Linked DNA regions of Sus scrofa: region 1 is linked to region 2. A link is a contact called in public Hi-C data. All regions are on one chromosome and are shown on one strand. Each heading gives the region's core, a stretch centred on a gene start, on an enhancer-like site or on the middle of the called end of the contact. The rest is flanking DNA. Distances are from core to core; before and after follow the strand shown. Region 1 holds the start of THBS4 (thrombospondin-4). Region 2 holds the start of MTX3 (metaxin-3).

Region 1 (2,918 bases), core at 147-2,646, 49 kb before region 2:
TTCTTACCTCCCTAGAAGCAAGGTCGCAATGAATAAATACTGTCAATGACAACATGGAAAATATTTCAACCCAAATAAAAAGCAGTACAGTATCCTCCTGCACGCACAATTTTGGTTGCCTGCTCCGGAAGCAAAATGAGTTACTAGGTGAAATGCAAAGTTTAAACAGACCATTAGTGCAGTAGGAAGGACAGGAACTTGAGAAGACCCGCACAGGCATTCTTCATTCTAGTTTTAGAAATAACAGTTTTTACTTCAAGGTGCATGTCTCTCCCAGCTTTATTTCCTTAGTCAGTAATTAATCAACGCCAGGCATCGATTTCAAACAGATGAAGATCATCACGGGCTAGCCAGTTAGGGCCATAAGACCTTCTCTTGCTTAAATAATTCCTTCCTTTCGGTCTTTTCAAAATTCTGTTTAAGCTTTAAGTGCCTTCTGCCCAACCGTTATTTTCCCTCCATCTCACGAAGGAGTTTGAAGGCTGATTATCCAGTTGGCTTTTCAAATTATTTATCGAAGTTTTAGAGTAGAGCAGACCCATTTCTCAGTTCTTCCTGTTCCATTTCCCTCAAGAAGCAAGAGATCAGTCCCACCCCCAAAGGAGGCCTCAGGGTCCCAAGCAAAGTTGGAGCAGAAAAAGGCGAGCGGCAGAACAAAGGAGAAATACTGCCCCTTTCTCTGGGGTGTCATCCTCAGACCATCTGGGCGAACGTGGTTCCTGGTGTTGAAGGATTTAGGCTGCAAGGGGTGAAGGGGAGGGCGGGCCCGAGAGAGCCCGGGCGGACACAACCCGGATTTCATCCTACTCCAGACGGAACCTGTGCGTTAGAGGGTTAGGGCCGCGCCTTAAGCTTGGAAGTAAACCCCTAGTCTCTGCTTAGCCTGAAAATAAGTTTTGCATCCCTCAAACTACTGTATGGGGAATTGGTCTTAATCGCTGGATAATCGAATCTCTAAAGATTCTAATCGCTAATTACCACTTCCAAGCACAAAATGCTTTGACTCTGACCCAGAGGGACAGAGAGGTGCCGAGCGAGGCCGCAGGAACCAAATTCGCCCAAGGGGAGCAGCGGGACGGCGGGTTCCTCGACCAAGACCGAGGGACCCGGGCCCGTGGCGCCCGCCCCGGCTCGCGCCCACTTACCCTGGGGGGTGGCCTGGGCGCCGGCCGCCAGCCACGGCTGCAGGGCCAGGTGCAGGAGAAGCAGGGCGGCTCCGCGCGTGGCCAGCATGTTGGTTCTTAGTGCTCCCTGCGAGCGCGCGCGAGTACGGCACGGTGGGCCCTGCCCGAGTAGGTGGGCGGTGCGCGGTGCCTGGGTCAGGAGCCCGGCGGGCGGCGCAGGTGAGGGGAGCGCGGCGTCCGCTGCCGTCGGGGGCGGTGCTCGCGTTTCCGCGCCGCACAGCTGGGTGCGCTGGCGGCTGCGCTGGGCGCTTTATGGTCTGGCCGGCCCGGGGCGGGGGAGGGCCGAGGCCAGGGCGGCCCCCTTGGCCGAGATCCCCTCTGGCCGGGAAGTGCGGGGACTGCCGGAGCGGGGAACGTGGGCGGTGGAAAGACATGAACGTGTGGACGGCGCCCCGGGCAGATCGGGTCCTGGGGTGGGTGGGCGTAGTCGCTGGCGAGGGGGTTTAGGAGGATGGGAAGAACGAGGATGGGCAGTCAGGGGCTGGTGAGAATGTGAGGACACACAGGACCCGGTAGAGACAAAGGAGAAGAAAGAGGCGAAGGAGCAAGAAAGTGACACTGACCCGCTAGCTTTGGGCACCATCGGTCTCCTACTTCTTGTCCTCCTCTTGTTTTCTAAACAGAAGAACCGGGTTTGGACAGGCTTTTAATGCCCATCTTGGGTTCCCTCCCCAACGAACCCTGAAGGCTCCCCAGGATCCTTTTGCCTCCTAAGGTGGTTCAGAGAACACTTGGTTTCTTTTATTTCTTCAAACTTTTTCTTCAGTACTTCAAATGTTGAAGATTTTCTCGATCAAGTTTTGAGATGTGAACAGTGTTTCAAAGTTTTTGAGTTTTTTAATGGAAATAAAATACATCTCAAGGAACCCATCCAGACAGAACCATTTATAGGATGGTAGTGTTTTATGGAAAATTTATTTTCAGTCCGGCTTCCAAACATTGCCTGCCCACTTCTGCTCTGCCCTCCCAAAAGATTCCATGTGGCAGTTTAAAGCTTGGGAGTAGGACCTAAAAGAGAGAGAAAGAACGTAAGGAAGGAGTCTTACTCTTAGGCAAAGCCCCCTAAAAATAATGTGGATTAACTAGAGGAAAAAATATTTCAGAACAATGGCAAACTTTTCCCTCTTAAACAGCCTTGACTAATGGAGAAAATCCAGCAAAGTATTTATATCCCTATCTCTAAGTCTCAAAAGAATTCCATCTCAAAGTTTAAGAAGCTGTCTGCTACAGGCTGGAAGATTAAGGCATTATCTGGTTGCCAAACTGGGCAAGAATACCCACCCCCACACACCCTAGTTATAATTCCATTTACAGCTAAGGACCTGGGAATTTGTGAGCTATATTCAAAGCTTACTTCCATTTGAGATCTAACATAGTTCTAATCCAGGCTTCAGTTAATGCCACATTACACTCAAGTCACTGTATAGAGCGGGTCACCACACGTCTACACTGAGAGAGCACTGAAGACACAAAGGGCACATGTTTCCGGCCATGTGGCTGCACGCTAGTGAGATGAATTAGTCTAGAGACTCTTCAAGTCTCCAAACAGCATCCTCAGGAGTGGCCTGGGTTAGAGGGGGCTGCAGGATCCCAACTTCTACGTTAAGGAAACAGTTTTGCTCATGTATGTTTTATGCAGTGGACTTCAGAGTAAGCAGGACTAAAATGTAAGTTGACAGAAAATGCTGTTTTCTTAATCATTTTTGTGTAGTCATTTTTACTAGGCATTCCAAA
Region 2 (2,732 bases), core at 104-2,603:
CAGAGCCTTATAGTGTTTGGATATAGTAGCTGTTCAATAAATATTTTGACATTTAATTTTAATGGTACATATGTTACACATTTTTCACTTTGAAGTTTTGTTAATGAAATCTCATCTTTGACATAACTTCCCTTCTCATTTCTGAGAACTCTTTGCTTTTGAAACATGAAAAAGGACTTTAGCACATTGCTATTGTAATTTAGATGGCTATGTAAACAGTAAGGGAGTGCTTAGCAATTACCTGTTGAGTTGTATCTTTATGAAAATTTGCAGAGATTCTTTTGCTTACTCAGTTGTTTAAAGGGACCTAACCATCTCGGGGTAAAGGAAAGGCAAGAACTCAGAGGAATGACTGAGAGGGTATCCCAGAAACTCTACTGTGCCATCTAGATAAAAACCTGGCAACTTTGTCCTTATTCCAAGATCCAGTAAGCATGTTAGGATCATGGCATTCTCAAGACCTATCTTTTCTCTTTTTTCTCAGCTTTTCTTAGCAGTTGTCAGTTTGATGTTCAATAAACATGTAGTTCACCTCCATTAGGCCCACAGGCATGACTGGTGGCATTACTTGTAGGACCCAATCAAAATAAAAAATGCAGGGCCTTTTGTTCAAAAATTAAGAATTTTAAGACAATGACACTAGAACATTAAGGCAAGTATGGGCCCCTCTAAGTATAGGTTCCTCTTTGAGGTCTCACATCTATGAAGCCATTCCTGTTTCTGTCTTCAAAGAACTTCCAGTACACCAAAAGGCAAAAAGTCTGTATTAGATAGAAGCTACAATTCAGGCATGTACAAAGGGCTACAGGAATCCAGAAGTTCCTAACTTTGGAAAATAGTCCTAGGGAAGTGACAGTTAAGCTCATTTTTGAGGGAACAAAGATATTCTAGACTGAAGGAAGGTAGAATTCACTTGACAAACTTTAGGAATAGGGTTACTTTTAAGGAGAGTGTAACAAGTGAACATGAAGGTGACTATAATTGAGACCGAGAGTGGAAAGGGGTAGAAACCAAATATATGCGGGAAGGGGCAAACAATTATAGAGTGCCTACTCTATGCCAAATTCTCTCCTCCCATGTCATAATTTTAAACACAATAGTCTTGTGAATAAACTGTCATGCCTGGTCTACAAATGGCTTAAAGCCCACGGTAGTACTGTTCAATGAGCTTGGGACACATTAGAAATCCAATAAATATTTAAGGTTGTCTGACTGAGGGCTCAGGACTCTTTACCCCTAGGCCAAGCTAGCTCTGAGCATGCCCCTAACCCCTCCAGGGGTCCTTTCCTGTCTCTCCCAGTCCCCAAAATAACCTTCCCTCCCTTTCGCCCCGCCCCCTCAGTTCCACGTGCCGGAAATTAGGCGACAAAAGCACTTCCGGGATAGCAAAGGTCGGCCCCTGCAAGATGGCGGCCCCCTTGGAGCTCAGCTGCTGGGGAGGCGGCTGGGGGCTCCCATCCGTGCACAGCGAGTCCCTGGTGGTGATGGTGAGGCCGTCCCGCCCGGCCAGGGCGCGGGAAAGAAGAGGCGGTGCTAGAGGCGCGAGGCTGCCTGGGCGGGGTCCCGGCTGCTAGCCGCGGTTTCAGCGGCGCTCCGGGCCCAGGCCGGCTGGGGCGCTGCTTGCTGCACTGCCTTGGGCTCCCTCCCGTCCAACGAGTTACAGCCTAGCCTGTGACCCTGCGGAAGCCTAGCGTGAGAGTCACGTCTTCTCCGCTTGGTTCCGAGTTTTCTCAGCCGTGCAGAGCAGTCTAGGCGGAGGAATGAAAGCCCGAAACAGGAGGCGCGCGCTCCCTGCTCTGCTTCTCAGTAACGTCTTGGGGGGCTGGGGGAGATGTCTCAAAATCCTGATAGCTGGCGCGCGCAACCCCGGCTAGAAGTCGGGGGAGGAATTCTGCCCGCGAGTCAGGCGTCTCTGCCTTCGGGGGACCAGGCTTTGAAGTGAAGCTGCTCTGCAGATTTGCATTACGTACTCAGTCTAAAATGTTTTATTGCAAACTCTCTTTCAGGCTTACGCCAAATTTTCTGGTGCACCCCTAAAAGTCAATGTCATAGATAACACCTGGAAAGGTTCAAGAGGTACAGTGTAAACTTTTAAAAACCCCTTTCTACCCTGTTTAACTTCCTCACTCCCATTTAGAGCTAGGAGGCTTGTGGCCATGGAGTACCTTGGGGGGTTAGTTCTTACATGACCTTGGCAGTGTGTTGCTTATGTTTTGATCTTTCTGAGTAATACTTCAAAGGACAAGCCAAATCAGTGGAAATTATGAGAAGTGAAAATGCTCTCCAGAACTGTTCTTTGTGAAATTGCAAAAACCTAAAGTGACTTACTCATTTTTTTATTCCTCCAAATATGATTGGTATAGTTTTTAGGGTATTGGAATCTCTTCTGAGGAGATCAAAATGCTTCCTTCTATGTAAATTGTTCTTTGATTATAGGAGATGTACCAGTTTTGACAACTGAAGACAACATTGTTTCTCAGCCGGCAAAAATACTAAACTTTTTAAGAAAACAGGTGGGTGGTTCTGTTTGAAGAAGTAAATTCTTCATCACTGTGTGTTTTCAAAAAAGTACATTAAAAATACTTTTTAGACTTTTCGATGATACATGGGGATTGGAATTAAAATAGATTTGAGAATCATGGCTCTAAATCATGTGTTGCACTGTGATAGGAAACCTGTATAGTGAATTAGTTTATATTTTTGTGCACTTGGCTTCGTTTTTATTGAAATTT

The links. Hi-C and Micro-C count contacts between places; a contact is called where the count stands out from the background.
Region 1: a Hi-C map of skeletal muscle shows a contact between it and region 2, with 3 times the contacts expected there. The contact joins the promoter of THBS4 here to the promoter of MTX3 in region 2. A contact is called at or near these places in 2 of 47 Hi-C or Micro-C datasets (embryonic fibroblasts and skeletal muscle).

What each region holds. Positions count from the first base shown.
Region 1 is chr2:88,728,009-88,730,926 of Sscrofa11.1, reverse strand. It overlaps THBS4 (thrombospondin-4), which reads right to left and starts at 1,396. Exons shown (of 23, transcript XM_021084490.1): 1 at 1,146-1,396. The coding sequence starts at 1,233.
Region 2 is chr2:88,678,988-88,681,719 of Sscrofa11.1, reverse strand. MTX3 (metaxin-3) reads left to right here and starts at 1,353. Exons shown (of 10, transcript XM_013994941.2): 1 at 1,353-1,487; 2 at 2,007-2,076; 3 at 2,437-2,513. The coding sequence starts at 1,407.